Linked DNA regions of Mus musculus: regions 1, 2, 3, 4 and 5 are each linked to region 6. The links are chromatin contacts, called in public Hi-C and promoter capture Hi-C maps. All regions are on one chromosome and are shown on one strand. Each heading gives the region's core, a stretch centred on a gene start, on an enhancer-like site or on the middle of the called end of the contact. The rest is flanking DNA. Distances are from core to core; before and after follow the strand shown. Region 1 holds the start of Vps41 (VPS41 HOPS complex subunit). Region 2 holds the start of Yae1d1 (Yae1 domain containing 1). Region 3 holds the start of Cdk13 (cyclin-dependent kinase 13). Region 4 holds the start of Rala (v-ral simian leukemia viral oncogene A (ras related)). Region 5 holds the start of Sugct (succinyl-CoA glutarate-CoA transferase). Region 6 holds the start of AW209491 (expressed sequence AW209491).

What was found. Promoter capture Hi-C pulls out the DNA fragments that hold promoters and counts their contacts. Hi-C and Micro-C count contacts between places; a contact is called where the count stands out from the background.
Region 1: a promoter capture Hi-C map of pre-B cells shows a contact between it and region 6. The contact joins the promoter of Vps41 here to the promoter of AW209491 in region 6. A contact is called at or near these places in 2 of 39 promoter capture datasets (liver and pre-B cells).
Region 2: a contact with region 6 is called in a promoter capture Hi-C map of liver, with 4 times the contacts expected there. The contact joins the promoter of Yae1d1 here to the promoter of AW209491 in region 6. A contact is called at or near these places in 3 of 39 promoter capture datasets (liver and pre-B cells) and 1 of 484 Hi-C or Micro-C datasets (CD4 T cells).
Region 3: a contact with region 6 is called in a promoter capture Hi-C map of pre-B cells. The contact joins the promoter of Cdk13 here to the promoter of AW209491 in region 6. A contact is called at or near these places in 3 of 39 promoter capture datasets (the HPC-7 cell line, cranial neural crest and pre-B cells) and 1 of 484 Hi-C or Micro-C datasets (neutrophils).
Region 4: a Hi-C map of CD4 T cells shows a contact between it and region 6, with 6 times the contacts expected there. The contact joins the promoter of Rala here to the promoter of AW209491 in region 6. A contact is called at or near these places in 1 of 39 promoter capture datasets (pre-B cells) and 1 of 484 Hi-C or Micro-C datasets (CD4 T cells).
Region 5: a Hi-C map of uterus shows a contact between it and region 6, with 7 times the contacts expected there. The contact joins the promoter of Sugct here to the promoter of AW209491 in region 6. A contact is called at or near these places in 2 of 39 promoter capture datasets (cranial neural crest and pre-B cells) and 5 of 484 Hi-C or Micro-C datasets (B cells, LSK cells, muscle stem cells and 2 more).

Annotation. Positions count from the first base shown.
Region 1 is chr13:18,715,901-18,718,614 of GRCm38.p6, reverse strand. Vps41 (VPS41 HOPS complex subunit) reads right to left here and starts at 1,323. Exons shown (of 29, transcript NM_172120.4): 1 at 1,279-1,323. The coding sequence starts at 1,299.
Region 2 is chr13:17,991,912-17,994,611 of GRCm38.p6, reverse strand. It overlaps Yae1d1 (Yae1 domain containing 1), which reads left to right and starts at 1,261. Exons shown (of 3, transcript NM_025904.3): 1 at 1,261-1,431. The coding sequence starts at 1,306.
Region 3 is chr13:17,803,664-17,806,363 of GRCm38.p6, reverse strand. It overlaps Cdk13 (cyclin-dependent kinase 13), which reads left to right and starts at 1,267. Exons shown (of 14, transcript NM_027118.1): 1 at 1,267-2,700. The coding sequence starts at 1,713.
Region 4 is chr13:17,942,934-17,945,633 of GRCm38.p6, reverse strand. It overlaps Rala (v-ral simian leukemia viral oncogene A (ras related)), which reads left to right and starts at 1,417. Exons shown (of 5, transcript NM_019491.5): 1 at 1,417-1,617.
Region 5 is chr13:17,693,494-17,696,193 of GRCm38.p6, reverse strand. Sugct (succinyl-CoA glutarate-CoA transferase) reads left to right here and starts at 1,429. Exons shown (of 14, transcript NM_138654.3): 1 at 1,429-1,555. The coding sequence starts at 1,462. Mplkip (M-phase specific PLK1 intereacting protein) reads right to left here and starts at 781. Exons shown (of 2, transcript NM_025479.6): 1 at 374-781. The coding sequence starts at 709.
Region 6 is chr13:14,628,844-14,631,543 of GRCm38.p6, reverse strand. It overlaps AW209491 (expressed sequence AW209491), which reads right to left and starts at 1,286. Exons shown (of 2, transcript NM_134067.4): 1 at 1,180-1,286.

The DNA of each region.
Region 1 (2,714 bases), core at 74-2,573, 4.1 Mb before region 6:
TGAGACAGAGTGGCTTACAGAGTCACAGAACCGAGGAAGGGGTGGATACTCAAGGCCCTTTAGGGTGATTACAATATGGGCACTGTTTTACCACAGTTTGGGACAAGAGGATTTAGGACATGGAGGCTGTATATGACTTCCATATCAGAATAAATATTTACCTCACAGAATTCTTTTAGAAGGACCAAATGCCATGTGTGAGGATCTTTTTAAGCTCGAAAGCACTGCACAACTGTGAATCAGGTTATCTGCCTGATTTTCTACATTTTAACATCAGACAGCCTTGGCAAATTCCTCTTCTGCATGAGTGGGAATACAAGGGCTACTCCATATTTCTATCACACTGGGTCTAATCTAAAAACTTAACTTGGATGTTTGTTTTACTACAAAACCACAACTGTATTTCAACGTGAAATGAAAATGCTCAATGTGAAAAGCCACCTTGCAGTAGTCAAACTAAGCAAGGTCTGCTGGGAAGGAAAACTCTTTTGCCTCGGACCTGCACTGCAAAAGACAGTTTGCACAAATGATAGTAAAGAGGCTCTTGTTAACGTAATGACAAAACCCAAATTTTTCCTTGTCAAATTCCGTAACTTTTGGCACACTCAAAATAAAGCACAGATGTGAACAGTAAAAAGTCCACTAGTAAATGTCTCTTAGGACAGTAAACAGAGCATCACCATGCATGTCTTAAGGAACATCACAGAAACTGGCAAGCAGGGCATTTAATATATGAGGGGGAAATATGGTAGATGATACATACATATATATGCTTCTATGTGTGTGTGTGTATACATATATGTATATGCATATACACACATACACATATATACATATACTTAAGGAATCTCTTCCGAGTTTTAGCCTGAGTCTTCTATTTTGTTAGTTTCATTTAATTTTGTCCTTCGCCCTATATCAGAACGTCTGTATGAAAAAAAGGCAATAATTTGTACTCAGCACCTCAATGCCACTTCTCAGCTATAGCTGGACGTTTCCATCTACGTCTTGCCAGCAACGGGAATAATCCTTAAAGCCTTGCATAGCAGTCTACTCTTAACTTGCCTTTTTCAAAAAATCCCATTTAACATAAACCAGAAGGGCTGAGCCCAGGCAAGGCCGGCTCGGACAGAGCGGGTGTGCAAGGCGCTATCCGCGCGGAGAAGGGCCACCCCAACTCGCCCGGTCAGAGCTGCCACGTTCCTGGCACTCCGCGTCCCAGAACCCCTCGCTCGGGTCTCCAGCTCCCGGCTGCCCCGAACTAGTTCTGCCAGCGTTTACCTGCTCCTCTGCTTCCGCCATAGCGCAGCCTGAGAGTCATGTGACATACCCGGAAATAGGAGAAAACAGCCCCTGGGCCACAGCCTACTGGGAAATGTAGTTTTTCCCGCACACTAATCTGGTTCCTTAGCCAGCTCTCATTTTTGCTCAACAGAGACACCACTATATCTATAATTAATGCTAAATTGTTATTTTGTTGTTGGTCTACGTTCTGTTGTTATTGTAGCATTAAGTTCTTTCTATTTCAGGCTCCCGTTTACAGTAAAATTATGAATTATCTCATTTTCTATTTCAGGCTCCCGTTTACAGTAAAATTATGAATTATCTCATTTAGTCCTCCCTGTGATCCCTCCTGTTACCGCCATTAACAGGGGAAAGGATAGTAACTCGGAGATTTCACTAAACTTACCTAAAAAGCCTAGGTTTAGAACCTATCCCTCTCCGAAGTCTAAGACTACTATATCAAATGTTCTTTAGTCTGATATGTTGTTGTGCCTGCCCACTCACTTTTTAAAGTGATAGTGACTATTTATATAAAAAAAAAAAAGTCTACAGTGGAAAGTGAGAAAATAATGTGTATTCCTGCAAAGATTTAGTATCTTGGTACATTAAATTGACATCTTTCATTTTAATTTAAAATTGAATTGTATAGATATTTTGTCTGCATGTATGTCTGTGCACACTTAGGAACCTCGTGTCCTCAGATGTCAGAAAAGCATATCAGATTCCCTGGAATTACAGATACATATATTTGAGAGCTGCCATATAGCTGTTGTGAATCAAATCTGGTCCCCCGTTAGAGAAAAAATAGCAACTGACATATGAATATAGAAAATTATAAATCTCTATTGTTTAATTGCTTCGTAACTCACATTGACTATCTTCAAGATACAATGTCAGATAATAATTTGTAAATGTAATATGAAAAACATCATTTAGAAAACTTGAGCTATCCTATGTTTCAGGACAAAGTAAACTATCTTTCCTATTCTGTGGGAATTCACTCATCTTATCCACTGATAGCCATTGTCTGTTTATTGTCTTAAGCAGCTGGCAACTCACAGAGGGCAGCACAGTTGGCAGACTGTGGCAGATGCCTCAGTGCCCTTTCGTTCCCTGTAATTCCCACTGACAGTAGCCTAGTAGGAAGTCATATTCTTAGTACTCAGCATTTCCCTTAGTCTCTAGATGTTGCTTTCTCAACTCATGGTCTTCAATGACCTGGAAGCCATGACGATGTCATCTTTCAGACTCTTGTCTTCTCCCAAGAGCCTTAATAAACCTCCAGCTCTTCCTGAGGCCCCTCTTCCAGTCTGCGCACCAAGCAGCTAATTTGGACACCCACAACCAAGGGTCCAAGGTCATGTCTGATCGAACAGAATTTTATATATGTTATTAAGCCACTCAGGCCCAAACAGCACTCATGGTGGACTTCA
Region 2 (2,700 bases), core at 12-2,511, 3.4 Mb before region 6:
GCACTTTTGGAGGCCAGAAGAGGGCTTGAGACTCCCTGGAGCTGGTGTCACAGGTGGTTGTGAGCCATCACCCAATTGTATGTAGATGCCCAGAACCAAGTTAACATCCCCCAGAAGAGCAGCAAGTGTTTGTAATTGCTGAGCCATCTCTTCAGACCCTGTCCTTTAGGGTTTATCATGCAAGGGTTGAGTTGGATTTTTTTTATTGCATTTGTTTTCATATGGTGTGTGTGTGTGTGTGTGTGTGTGTGTGTAGGTCAGAGGACAATTTGTAGGAGTTTAATCTCTCCTTCCATCACGTGGGTCCTGGTGATTGACACCGTTCCTGGGACTTTACCCACTGAGCCAACTCACAGAAGTTTTCTATCTTACTCATTTCAATCACTATTTCTATGGCTTCCTATACTGCCATTTTGCTTCTAATTAAGATCTCTATATACATACACCTTATCACATTTTATATTTGGTTTTATACATACATTTATAGGATACAAAATTCTCTCTGAAGATAAAAAGTAATAACTTTGTGTAGGGGATAACTTATTGACAGAGCATATATTCCTTATTGGCAAAACTTTTGCCTTCAGGACAAAAATGTAAAATAAACTAAAACAGTAACCTGTTTCCTCTTCCCTCACAATGATTACTTTTTTCATATCACTTACAGTCTTCAAACTATGAGTTACTTATAAGTATTGTTGGCTAACTGGCCGTTTCTACACTAATAGGAAGTCCATTGGGACTGAGAACTTTTATTCCTATAGTGCGCTGTCCCAAAATGATGAGTGATGCGAAATAGGTATTCAAAACAAATTGTCAGAAAAATTCAGTTATCACATGACAAAACAAGAACGCTACTGATGTGCAGTTCTTCAACATGAACTCCCAGCCAGAAGTTGCTAAATGCTTGAGCCACATTCCTTAACTCTCCTAGTCAAAGGCTAAGAGGGAAATTGCCAATGGACGCTGGTTTTACAAAAGTGTTCCCATTACTTAATCTCAAACCGATCCTAGAATCAGCTTTCACATTCTAAAGTTCTTGGCTGCACGTGGGCGTCCAATGCCTTCAGCACTTGCAGAAACTGAATCTCAGCCCTTGAATGGTGGGACTTAGCTTGCAGCACCCAGCTAGCCCCACGCTGCCCATCCCAGAGGCGTAGGAAGAGACCCAACCCTTAGCCTCCAAGCCGCAAGGGGAGCCGCACACGCCCCTCCGTCCCACGCCTTGTCCTTTCGTCCCGCCCCCCGAACCGGAAGCACTTGCCCGGGTTTCCGGCGGCTCCGGGACTCGTGGTGTTCCGGGCGATGTCTTGGTTTCGAGCGGCTCCGGAGAACGCGAGCCCTGGAGACCAGGACGTGTTTGACGAGGAAGCGGACGAGTCTCTGTTAGCGCAGCGGGAATGGCAGGGTCACATGCGGAAACGAGTCCAAGTAAATGGACGGGACGCGGGAGAAAGGGACTCCCAGGCGGGACCCGGGGGCTCCCTGGCAGGGGCACGCACGCAGAAGCCTGGGCGGAGGAGCGCGGGTCTCCGAGCCAGCGCGCTCCAGTGTTGCCGGGTCTTAAGAATCCTGGTTGTTTCTTGGTGCTCTTTCGGAGCCCCACCGGGTTTGGAGCAGGGACATTGACCCTACTCTACAACGTGAACTTTATTCAGTCCCTCAAGAGTGTGCAGTTTGGGGTCGGGGGAGCAGAGGAGGAGAAATGCACACCCACTAGGCTGATGGCCCGCAGAGAACGCAGTCACAGAGAGTCCAAAGTTAGGCGTGATGTTATCAAGGCTTGGAGAAGGGTGAACTGAGAATGTTGTCAAGGGAAGGTAAGGGGGAGGTAGAGAAGGGAATACTGTTCCAGCTTTACTTTAAATGCGTTATTCAATCCGGACCTGTCTTGCCATTCATTGAAACTTGCTTAGTACTATTTGGGTAGAATCGGCGCTTTTTCTGGGTGAGAACTACTTGCTAAGATCTGTCTCCACATGGGGGTGGATTCCAGAGTATAAAGACCTGCGTTCGATCCCTGGAACGTACTTTGTGGAAGGACAGAATGGGTTTCTGGAAGTTATTTTCTGACCTTCACGCTCAAGGAAGTAAATAAATGCCTCCCTCAAGAAAAATAAGTAAATATATGTTACTTAACTGTTTAAAAGATAAGAACTGCATCCACCCAATATACTAGCCATTAAATTACCCTCTTAAAGCTGCAGTTATGTCAACCCTAATTTAATGTTCCAGTAAGTTCATATTTGTTGAGCCCAGCAACCATCATATCATTACAAAAATACCATAGGAATCCAGGGCTAAACTAATAATAATAATAAGACAAATCTCTATGCCACAGTTTAGATTAGATTTCTAAAATCAGACTTCCTCTTCACTGTTCCTAAAATAGTTCCCTCTTCCCAGGCCTTGCCAGCCTCCTTATCTATCCTATTCTAGTCCGTTACCAAGAGACCAGACATGTAGTTTCCCATTTCTGTGAAGACCTTGCTAACACAGTTTTTAAAAAAAACATAACAACTGATATTTAATGTTTGCACAGTAACCCTAGATTTCCAAAGTGACTTCCCCGTGTGGCATCGAGGCATCTGCCTGTCATCGATTAGGAGAGTGAGGAAGGTAGGATAAGGAGCTCCAGGCCAGCCTGGAAAACATTTTAAAAAAATAAGACAGATCTGACAAGGAAAGATGAACCAATAA
Region 3 (2,700 bases), core at 18-2,517, 3.2 Mb before region 6:
TGATGCTGAGGTCAACTTGATTACTAAGTATTTAAGAACTAAAAGCCAGCTGATGATCTGAATAAATTTGTTAAGGGGTAATTACATGTACCCACTGAGCAATGTTTATCTTCTTTCCAGTATTAATGACCAATAAGCCTTTTAGATTTTAATCTAATTACCCCGAATACCTAGCCTCTAACTGAAGGGCAATCTTAAGGCAAGAGATGAGGGCATTATGTAGCTGACAGCTCATAGCTTTAGTTAGATATAATTACAGGTGAAAGTACAAAGAGGGCAGCTTCCACTACTACAAAATGTTTTTAAGGTTCCTGGGATTTTTAGTAGTCCTCCTTGATATTTTGACTCATCTTTCAGATTTACTTAATGCTTTTGCTTTATAAAGAGATTTACTTATTTCATGTATGTGACACATCAGAAGAGGGATCCCCATTACAGCTGGTTGTGAGCCACCATACTGTTGCTGGGAATTGAACTCAGGACCTCTGGAAGAGCAGTGAGTGTTCTTAACCTCTGAGCCACCTCTCCAGCCCTGTGTAAGGCTTTTTAAAGGTTCCGAAACGTCAGTGTCGCGGAAGCTCGAAGCTATGAACACCAAGTATATTTTTAGGTTACGATGGGTCCTTGAACTTGGGCGTACGTGAGTCTAGTCAAGCTAACGTCACATTCGCCCTCTGTGGGGAGTCTGCTCTCACAGATGTTCCGATCCCGTGGCTGGGGAAAAGGTAGTCGTCAAGGTTCTCCCGGGTCCTGCCGTGACCTTTTCACTGGAGGCGAGCAACAAGCGCCATGAGTGGCGCCGGAGGGAAGGCCTCCAGCGACAGCACAGCGCAGCCCACGCCTCCTCTCCTTTCTTTAACCCTGCTCCTCCGTCCCACCCCTGCCGGAAGTGGAGTGGCTCCTCGCGTCACTTCCGGTGACGGCCAGGGTCCCGGCGGGCGCGAGCACGCAGCACCTCCCCTCGCCCGCGCTCGCTCTCTCCATCGGCGTCCCCGAACGTGACGAGCGTGCGCGCCGCCGACCTAGCGTTGGGTTTAGGGGCAAAAGTCTTGAGGAACGCGGCGAGTGGGTGGTGCGCGGCGAGGGCTCGGCCAGCCAGTCGCGTCGCCGTCCCGCAGGGAGAACGCGGAGGGCAGGGAGGGGCGAGCGGCGCGCGCGGAGCCCGCGTGGAGGGGCGGAGGACAGCGAGCCGCGCCCCCGCTCCGGAAGCTGCGCGCAGTGCCCTCGGGGCGCCAGGCCCAGGCCCGTCCGAGCGCCGCGGGGTGTCGCCGCCGCCGCCACAGGACGACGTGGACGCGCCGCGGCCGGCCGGCGACGGAGGCGTGCTGTGGTCGCGCCCACTGCCCTCCCGCGAGCTCGCCCCCGACGTCAGGACGATGGAGTGAAGCGCGGCCCGCGGTGGCACTTCCGCGTTGCGCCGCCGGAGCCCGAGGCCGCCGCCGCCGCCGCCACCGCCGCCGCCCGGCACGGCCGGCTTTCCGCCGAGGATAGGATCCTCCCGCGCCAGGCCCTGACGCCGCTGCGCACACACCGCGACTGGAACCGGGGACGCGCGTCCCGACCCGGATTATCGTGGCGCGACTCCCGGCCGGCCCTGCTGCTCGCTACCCCTCCGCCGCGGCTGCCGTCCCCCTTCCCGGCGGGGGACATGGCCAGGGTCTGACCCCGGAGGAGGCCGCACCCGCGCCGCACTCTGCGGCGGGCTCTAGGCGATGCCGAGTAGCTCGGACACGGCGCTGGGGGGAGGCGGGGGCCTGAGCTGGGCCGAGAAGAAGTTGGAGGAGCGCCGCAAGCGGAGGCGATTCCTGTCCCCTCAGCAGCCGCCGCTGCTGTTGCCGCTCCTGCAGCCGCAGCTCCTGCAACCGCCGCCGCCCCCGCCGCCTCTGCTCTTCCTGGCTGCCCCCGGCGCGGCCGCCGCCGCAGCCGCCGCCGCCGCGGCCTCCTCCTCTTGCTTCAGCCCGGGCCCTCCTCTGGAGGTCAAGCGGCTGGCGAGAGGCAAGAGGCGCCCCGGAGGGCGGCAGAAGCGGCGCCGCGGGCCCCGCGCCGGGCAGGAGGCGGAGAAGCGCCGGGTCTTCTCGCTGCCCCAGCCGCAGCAGGACGGCGGTGGCGGTGCCAGTAGCGGCGGGGGTGTGACCCCGCTGGTGGAGTACGAGGATGTGAGCTCCCAGTCCGAGCAGGGGCTGCTGCTGGGGGGCGCCAGCGCGGCAACGGCGGCGACGGCTGCCGGGGGAACGGGGGGCAACGGCGGGAGTCCGGCCTCCTCCTCCGGCACGCAGAGGCGCGCGGAGGGGTCGGAGCGCAGGCCGCGCCGGGACCGCCGCAGCAGCAGCGGCCGCAGCAAGGAGCGCCACCGCGAGCACCGGCGGCGGGACGGGACGCGCAGCGGCAGCGAGGCCTCAAAGGCCCGCAGCCGCCACGGACACAGCGGCGAGGAGCGGGCGGAGGCCGCCAAGAGCGGCAGCAGCAGCAGCAGCGGCGGCCGCCGCAAGAGCGCGTCGGCTACGTCCAGCAGCAGTAGCAGCCGCAAGGACCGGGACCTCAAGGCCCACCGCAGCCGGACTAAGTCGTCCAAGGAACCGCCCTCGGCCTACAAGGAGCCGCCCAAGGCCTACCGGGAGGACAAGAGCGAGCCGAAGGCCTACAGGCGGCGGCAGCGGTCCCTGAGCCCGCTGGGAGGCCGGGACGAAAGCCCGGTGTCCC
Region 4 (2,700 bases), core at 168-2,667, 3.3 Mb before region 6:
TCTCTATTACCAGCACTTGGGAGATGGAGTTAGGTGAGTCTGAAGTTCAAGGTCACCCCCCAGTTACATGGCCAGGACAAAACCACATACACAAAGTACACTTTTATCCTGCATCTTTCCAAAAACAAAACATTGACTTCCAATTCTCTTACCCTCCAGCTGCCCAGCAAACAATTCTTATTTGGCTTATGATGCTTATATGGCTTCATCATCTGGGAATCATCTTTTGGTTGGTTACTGGCACTATTAAAAATACCTTTCTCTTTCCTCTTCTGCAATAGTTCACTGTCTACTCTATGTTTGCTATACTGCCCAACTCCCCCATTAATCGGTCCTCCATTTATAAACTGCTTAAAATTTGATGTATCCAGCCATTCTACTTCCAGAATTTAATAGACACAAAAGCCAGCCATGACTTGACTCCTGTCTCCTTCTGTAGCCTCATCTTTCTCATCAGCTCTTGTAGAACTTTTAAGACAGATAAGTGGCACTCAGCCTTCTCCATGAACCACTGATCCCTGTTCTGCGGGGACTCCCTTTATTTGGATCCACATTTACCATCGTCTTTTTGTACTGGAAAAAAGATCATACTTAAGTTTAAAACTCTAACCTATTGTTAGTAAAGTTATCAAGTCTTCCCTCCATTCATACTTCCAAACGCCAAGTACTAGGTTTCTAGACTGCAAACTTGATTGAGTGTACATTCATTCCTTTAAGTAGTCATGCCAACCAACCAAGCCGTTGGTTCTTCATTTGGGGCCAAAGGAAATGAGAATTTTAAAGTCCAGGGAAGAACGTGTGGCCGCTAACAGACACTAGGCAAACTATCTCGAACTTGTGGGCAGTTTTAAAGAAAACAACCGATTCAGTTTAACTACTAATTTAAGACATTAGTGTGTTACGGAGCCGTCGCCTTATCTCAGTGCCAAATCTAGTGTCGAAGGGTCTACTCCAAAAGGAACCCGAAGCCCATATGCTGAGGCCAGTTCTCCACTCGGTCAGCTACCGAGACCCTCCAACCAGGACAAGCGACCAATCCACCAACTCGGACTTGATCTGCGACAAACCACGTTGCAGGCTACACACTGGAAAACTCTTGCAAGAGAACCTAGCAGCCCCCAGAAGCAAGATGGCGGCCTCCCCCTCCCCTTCTTTCTCCAGGAACCCCTCCATGTCCGGGGAAGACGAAAACACCGCGACACGGGAATCCCGGCACGGCCTTGGGGGGGGGGGGCGGGCTACGCCTCGCGAACCCGGGGACTCGCCGTGGGTCCACCGGGAGGCTGTACCACTGCGCCTCCCCCGCGCCCGTAGAGCCTTTGTTCGCAGTCGCCATGGAGTACTCGGCCCCACGGCCAGGAAGTGCGGCCTGGCGCCCCGCCCCGCTGGCCCGCGCCCCGGAAGTGATCTGCGGCGGCTGCTGCAGAGCGGCCGGGAGGAGGGTGGGTCTCCCTAGAGCGGAGCGCCGGAGTCCTCCTCCTCCGCCGCCGCCCAGGCCGCCGCCGCTGCCGCCGCCCTCCGGACTCCTCTTGCCGCGCCCCGCGCGGAACTCCGAGCGCGGTCCGATCGGCGCAGCCGAGGCCCAAGAGCCCGCGGGTCGAGCGGCTCGCGGTGCAGGTGAGAGCTCGCCGGCCGGGGAGGCCGGGCCGCGGCGGGGGTGTGTCCGACGGGCCGGGCCCGCGGCCGCCGAGATTGCACGTCCCGCCTGCCGCCTGGGCTGGGACCCGACTGCGCCCCGACAGCGGGCGGCGTCTCCGGAAGGTCACCTGTATAGCGCCGGTGGCTCCCAGGGCTGTGCCCGGGCGGTGCCCGCGACCTGGGGCCGCCGCCGCCGCCGCCGCAGTCCCTGCGCCGCACTCCACCCCGACCTCCCTCGCTTTCAAGCCACTCTGCCGGTACAGAGCGGCTGCTTTTCGAGCTTCTCTGCCAGTGTTTGGAAGGAATGGCGTTTTCAGACTAAAGTCTTTAGACGCGTCCAGCTGAATGCTCGAAGGCTCTTCTAGTACAGGTTTAGCCTTTAGAAGAGGAAGGGAATGTAGGCATTGTGTGATGGGGGTATCTTCCGCGTTCGGTGCCTGAAAGATGTCAAGGAGTAGAAGATACGATTTGTGTGCTTTACTTGGGCATTCGTGTGTTGGAGTGGGCGGGCGTGGTGGCGCTGAGGTGGTTGTGTTGTCGGGAGACTTAGGAGGAATTAAAGAATTTACTGGCCTTTGCATGGAAACCAGAACGTCCAGACTTGTGAGAGCTCATCTGAGTGTCTTTGAGCTACTGTGAGAACTCTGGTGCCACGCCCTACCTGTCAAGCCAGGAAGCACACAATTTACAAACAGTTTGGGTACGTGTGCCGGGAGAACCTTTATTTCTGTAAATTCTTTTCCTGTAAATAAATTACAGCTTTAATCACGTTCCCAAAATTGACTAACAGATTTATTACTCACAGTGTAGAAGGCATTCCCTTTGGCTTATGCTTGTTAATATGTACTATTACCTATGCTGTTTGTATCTGTTGATACAATATTCTTATAAATGACTCCTGTGACCCTTAAGATGTTTCTACGGCTCAGTTGTTTTCAGAGGAGGAGCCTTTTCATCTTCTCTGTTACCACGTAAAGTGCTCAGAACTCCCCACATTTCTTCACTGAATGGATGTGAATGTGTACAGTTGATGGAAAAGTCACTTTCCAGAAGCGATTGACT
Region 5 (2,700 bases), core at 180-2,679, 3.1 Mb before region 6:
AGAGGTGCCATACTACACAATAGGGAATCATTTACTGTCCTCCCCCTAGGAATCCAGGACAATTCACTGAAATAAATGACAAAAAACCCAAAACCAAATAAAAACCTCTGGGGGTGGGTGGGAGAAGAAATGGAGGATTAAAGAAGTTTGTATACGAATGTGGTATGCTGGCTGAGAGCAGTTTCTGTGGACAGAGAACTAGAGCTCCGCCACTTATGGTAGTCTTAGATAATTTCTTTACGCCTCAGGTTACTCATCTGCAAAACTGGGCCAACGTAGTATCGGAGGATTAAACAATCCACGGAAAGGGAATGTTTCGTATCACGTCTGCCATCACAGGAAGAGTTCGGCAAACGCTAGCTATTGTCTTTACCTGGGGGTAGGTCTGCTGCTGCCCTGGGGAGTAGCCGAACTGATGCTGGGACCCCGCGGGGGACCTGGAGTAGGAGCCTGGGTAGCCGCCCGGGGACGGAGACCCGAAGCGGGCCCCCGAGAAGTTGCCGCCGTGCCGCGGAGACTGGCTGCTCCCGTACGGCCTAGCCCGGGGCCCGCAGGGCGGAGTGTGGTGCGGACTCCCGTACCCGTCCCGCGGGGAGGGCGGCCGCGGCCCCCCGCCCAGGGCACCCCGGAAGTTATTTCCGCCACCCCAACCTCCTATCCCCGGGCTGGGGTACGGAGGAGTTGGGGGTCGAAAATTCGGTCGGTGCATATCAGGAAACGAAGCCGCAGAGCTCACACGCCGAACGCCTCACCGGAACCTCTGCGATCAACCGCCAGAAGGAAACTGGTATTCCTCTATTTATACACCCTTCCGGCTCCCAGCGGACTACCGCACCTTAGTTCCGGCTGCACAAAGGTTCCGATCTCACCAAGTTTCTGCAAGAGGGCAGGTAAACAGGTCACTCAATGGAAGAATGGTGGGCGTGTCTGAGAGGAGGAAAGACTGTAAAGGGGAAACTAAATCTCCGGCCGCAGCACGAGCACAGTCGTCAACGGTCTTCCCGGAGACCCCCAGTACACGAAGACGGAAGCGGAAGAGAGGAAACCGATCATCAGGCCTTATTGGCTGTGAGGGTGGGAGAGGGGCGTGCGGGTTCCGAAGAGGGCGGATCAGAGGGGTAGGGCCATCCGTCTTGGAGGCTTCCGGGAAGCAAGGAGTGAAGCGTCAGCCGGATTCGGGGGCGGGGCCATGAGCCAAGAGGCGGGGCCGAAGGGTGTGAGGCGAGAGACTCGGTTGAACAGGATCGTCCAAGGGGGCGGGGCCGAGTGAGACTGAGGTGGAGGCCTGGGCGGAAGCGGAGGGCGTGGTGGGCGGGGAAGAGTGCGAGGGCGACCAGGGGGAGGGTCTTTGCGGAGGGGGCGGGGCTGGCGGCGGGGCCGGGCTGGCTGGGGGGGCGGGGCTGAGGGGGCCTAAGGTCAAGGAGGGAGGTCGCGGGGCGCTCTCGCTGGGGTTGAGGGGCGATGCTGTGGATGCTGGCCAGGGCGGTGGCTTTTCGGAGACCCGGCCGAGGCCTGGCCGGCGGGAGGGGGCTGTGGACCGGCCGCCCGCAGTCAGGTACCTACTGACACTGAGCGCTCGGGCTCCCTGAGGGGAGCGCTCGCGCCTCGGGGGCTCCTGTCGCAGGGCTCATGGCCATGGTCGTGCCCTGCTTCTCTTTTCCACCCCTGGCTTCTAATCCCCCAAGGTTTGGTAACTTAGGAAACAGCACCTCCCGCCAAAAGCTGAGTTTTAGAAAGCAGACTGCTGCCTTGAAAACTTAAGCGAGCCTGTAGTAATTAATGCTGGACTTGAACCCTGCGTTTACGTTCTTGTAAAATGGAAGTTGACGAGGTTAGGAAGTAGAAACAGAAATTTAAAGGGGAAAAAAAAACCCACGAAAACATACCCCAAACTTAAAAATCTTGTAATTATAAAGAAACGGGATAATTAAAAAATGCTATCTTCTGCATAAGATACCTGTCTTAGACATTCCTGTAGAAGAGTTTTGTGGTCTTTCCCTAACTCCTTCAGATACTAAAATCAACTTGGGATTTTAGGACTCATCACATTAGACCGTGGATATGTGAGGGGGTTATTGGTTTAGATTTTTGTGTGTGTGAGTGTATTGTTTGCGTGTATGCACATGCACCATTTAACGTACCTGATGCCTTTGGAGATCAAAAAAGAATCAGATTTCCTGGAACTGGAGAAAATTGTGGTTGTGAGCTACCTTGTGAGTGCTGGGAACTGAGCCAAATCCTCTTGAAAGAGCAGTAAGTGCTCTTAACCACTGAGTCATCTCTTCAGCGCCTGGCCTAAGGTTTTCATTCATCCATAGCATCTTTCTGAAGCATTTTGGCCTTCAGTCTCTGACATCTTCGGTGACATAACTATAGAGTATATCCTCAGCTTTATTCTTTATTAATGGAGACATAAACACAAGGGCTTATGGGGGGGGGTGAGGTTGTTTAATTTTTTCATGCCCCTGCTATATTCTTGGATAATTCAGTTCGACTTTTTTTGTTTTGCTTCATTTTGTTGTTTTGTTCTTTGTTTGTTTTTTTGAGACAAGGTTTCAATACATAACCCAGGCTCGACCACATTTCTTATTTCTGAAGACAAATTGTATAATCATGGAGGGATAATGTCATCATCAGGATGTAATGATATTTTAGCGCCTGCACACTACAGCTTATCTAACATTTATATTGTTCTTTACT
Region 6 (2,700 bases), core at 37-2,536:
AACTGGCCAAGGTGCAGAGACTAAAAGACTACATATAACTCTTATTCCTAAAAGGGACATATGTAACACTCATATGTTACTCTCACAAGGCTCAGGGATCATTGTGAAAGGAAAAAAGGTAAGACCTGCAATGAAACCTCCTCTGGACACAGCATGCACCAACCCTGCGCAAGCCTAAGCCAGCATGGCAACTGCTGGCAATTCTGAGCGGCTGGGAGAGGGAGAGACAGTTTTCTCTAGGAGTGTAGCCTCCCTCCCACCCTTCAGTGGAAGACCACACATCCTAGACTATTTGGGTAGTACAAAGCAGTCTTGAAGGAGGGGTGGAGTATGGGATTGGTTGAGTCATCCATGGTGGATATGAACCAAACACATGATATGAAATTCTCAAAGAACTGATTTTTTTAATGTAAAAACAACTGCTTAATATTAAAAATCCACAAACTGTCCAAACAAGAGGCTCTCCTAAACTAGTCATCCTAGGATCTCTCACCTCTTACTCCTTCAATAGATGATTTTTGTTTTCTTGGGGCTTGTTGGATTTTTTTGGGGGGGTGGTGGTGGAGGGGGGATTGTTGTTTGTGTTTTGAGACAGTGTTTCTCCACATAACCCTGCTTGTTCTGGAACTTAATATGTAGACCAGGCTGGCCTTGAGCTCACAGAAATCCACCTTTCTCTGCCTCCCAAATACTGGGATTAAAGGTGTGCGCTGCCACTCCCGGATACAGTCTTTTAAGGAGTTGCCTCTTGATTTCCACAGGGTTTAGAATATCAAGCAATCAAGACTGTCTGATTTCTGCATGTGATGTCAACTTAGCAATGTTTCAATAGAACAAAGGGGATAACCAACTGGCCTCCTGTTCCCATTCTGAAGGAAAAGATGGAAGGACCCAGAACACCACACCAGGTGGCCAGCCTGGCTGTTGGACTATGACAAGGTGCGAGAGCCTGGGGTGAAGTGTTTCTGCGTGAGTGTGGTTCCCATTCTGGTATGTCCACCTGCACCGCTGGGCCTGATCCAACAAGTCCGGATCAAACAGGCTCCAGCTGGCCTAGTGCTTAGAGGCCAGAGTAGGGAAGACGCAGTACTGACCCTTCCTGCCCCGAGACCCGGCCCATGCCCTCCCTCTCCACCTCCCTCTATTCCCCACTCACTCCCTTGGTCCCCGGATCCTCACCAGCAGCGCCAGACACCATGCGCACATGGCGAGGGAACACAGAGGCAGTCTGCAGAGACAGCTCACCAGTCAGTCCTCACCTTGTTCTGCTGAGAGGCACTCCGCCTGCCGAGTCCCGCCTCTGGCATTACGTGGTTCCGGCCCGGTGAGCTTGAGCTTGAGTCCCAGGCGGCACCGCAGCGACCATATTTGTTGAGGGCAACCGGCTTCTGCTACCAAAGCGACGGAAACCTGAGCTCCCAGCCAGCAGGGGCGGGTCAAGGGTTGGGTCTCAATCTCACTGAGTCCTGAATGCTAAAACTTATTTGGGTCTCAGATTTGGATATTTTTAGCAAAATAAAAATCGAGAACCATGAGGTTCCAAACGCCACTCGGAAGCATTTTTAGTTGCATCATCCTGGCCTTTACATAGAAGGAACCTTTAAATGTGCTGTCCTTCCGAACAGGGCAGAGAACTGCATAGCTTCAGGGGCTGTGGATATTTAGTTCAAAGTTATCCGAGGTGAGGGGGAGTTTGAGAAAGCAAAACTAATTTTAAGTATTTTTTTAAGTATTATTTTAAGTATTAGATTTCAATTGTGTTTTCCTTGTCCCAAGTACTACTTTAAGGATAGAAGTAACTCAGATCAGACACACTACCAAAATCTTAAGACAGGAGCAATATCTCATTCGGTGCTTTAAATATACTAAAAAAAAAAAAAAAAAAAAAAAAAAAAAGCTCTGTAGCCAGCGCTATTCCAAATACATTACACACGAATTTATTTAGTTCTAAACTAAAGGGTAAATAGATGTATTTTGCCCCTGAGGCACAAACAACGCTGTAAATGCCTTCAGCAAAGCCTGCCAGGGTTTATCAAGCACAAATTCCAGAGGGCTTTGGAACTTCAGGTGTGTCTAAATGGGGGGGGGGGGGGGGGGCAAGAATTAAAACCATTCTTTAAAAAGACTCCATTAATAACATACCAGAGTTCTTTCTCCCATCCAGGGCAGCCAGCCCATTCCTCCCTCAGAAATAAGTTTATTGTGATGTAAGTAAACAGGTGTCAAGATAGAAAGAAGCCCAACAAAAAATAGGCACCATTAGAAAATGGGAAATTTTCCTGATTAAATGTTGCCCCTAGCCTCCTTGCTCCTCCAATGCTCCCACCCCCTACACCTTTTCCCTTCAAACAGTAAATACGTAAAAACTTCCAAAGAAATCTGACAATCACAATCTACAAGAAGACTCATTCACAAACTCAACACTCCCCAACCTTCTCCGGCTTGGATTTGGAGGACAGAGAAGGCACATACAACAGCACGTTTCCTTAAGAAGTACCTTGTAACTGGAACCTTCAGCTACCTGATTACTTTGGCCCTCAAATAAGCTTCTCTTCATTTAAGGGCTGAAGGCACAGATAGGAAACAGCTCTTCGAAGTAAAGGCATATTCTAAACATCAGTGGACTAGAAAGTACAGTAAGGAATTGAAACACAGCAAAGAGCAAGAATCAGATATTCAGTTAACAGAAATTTTAGGTCC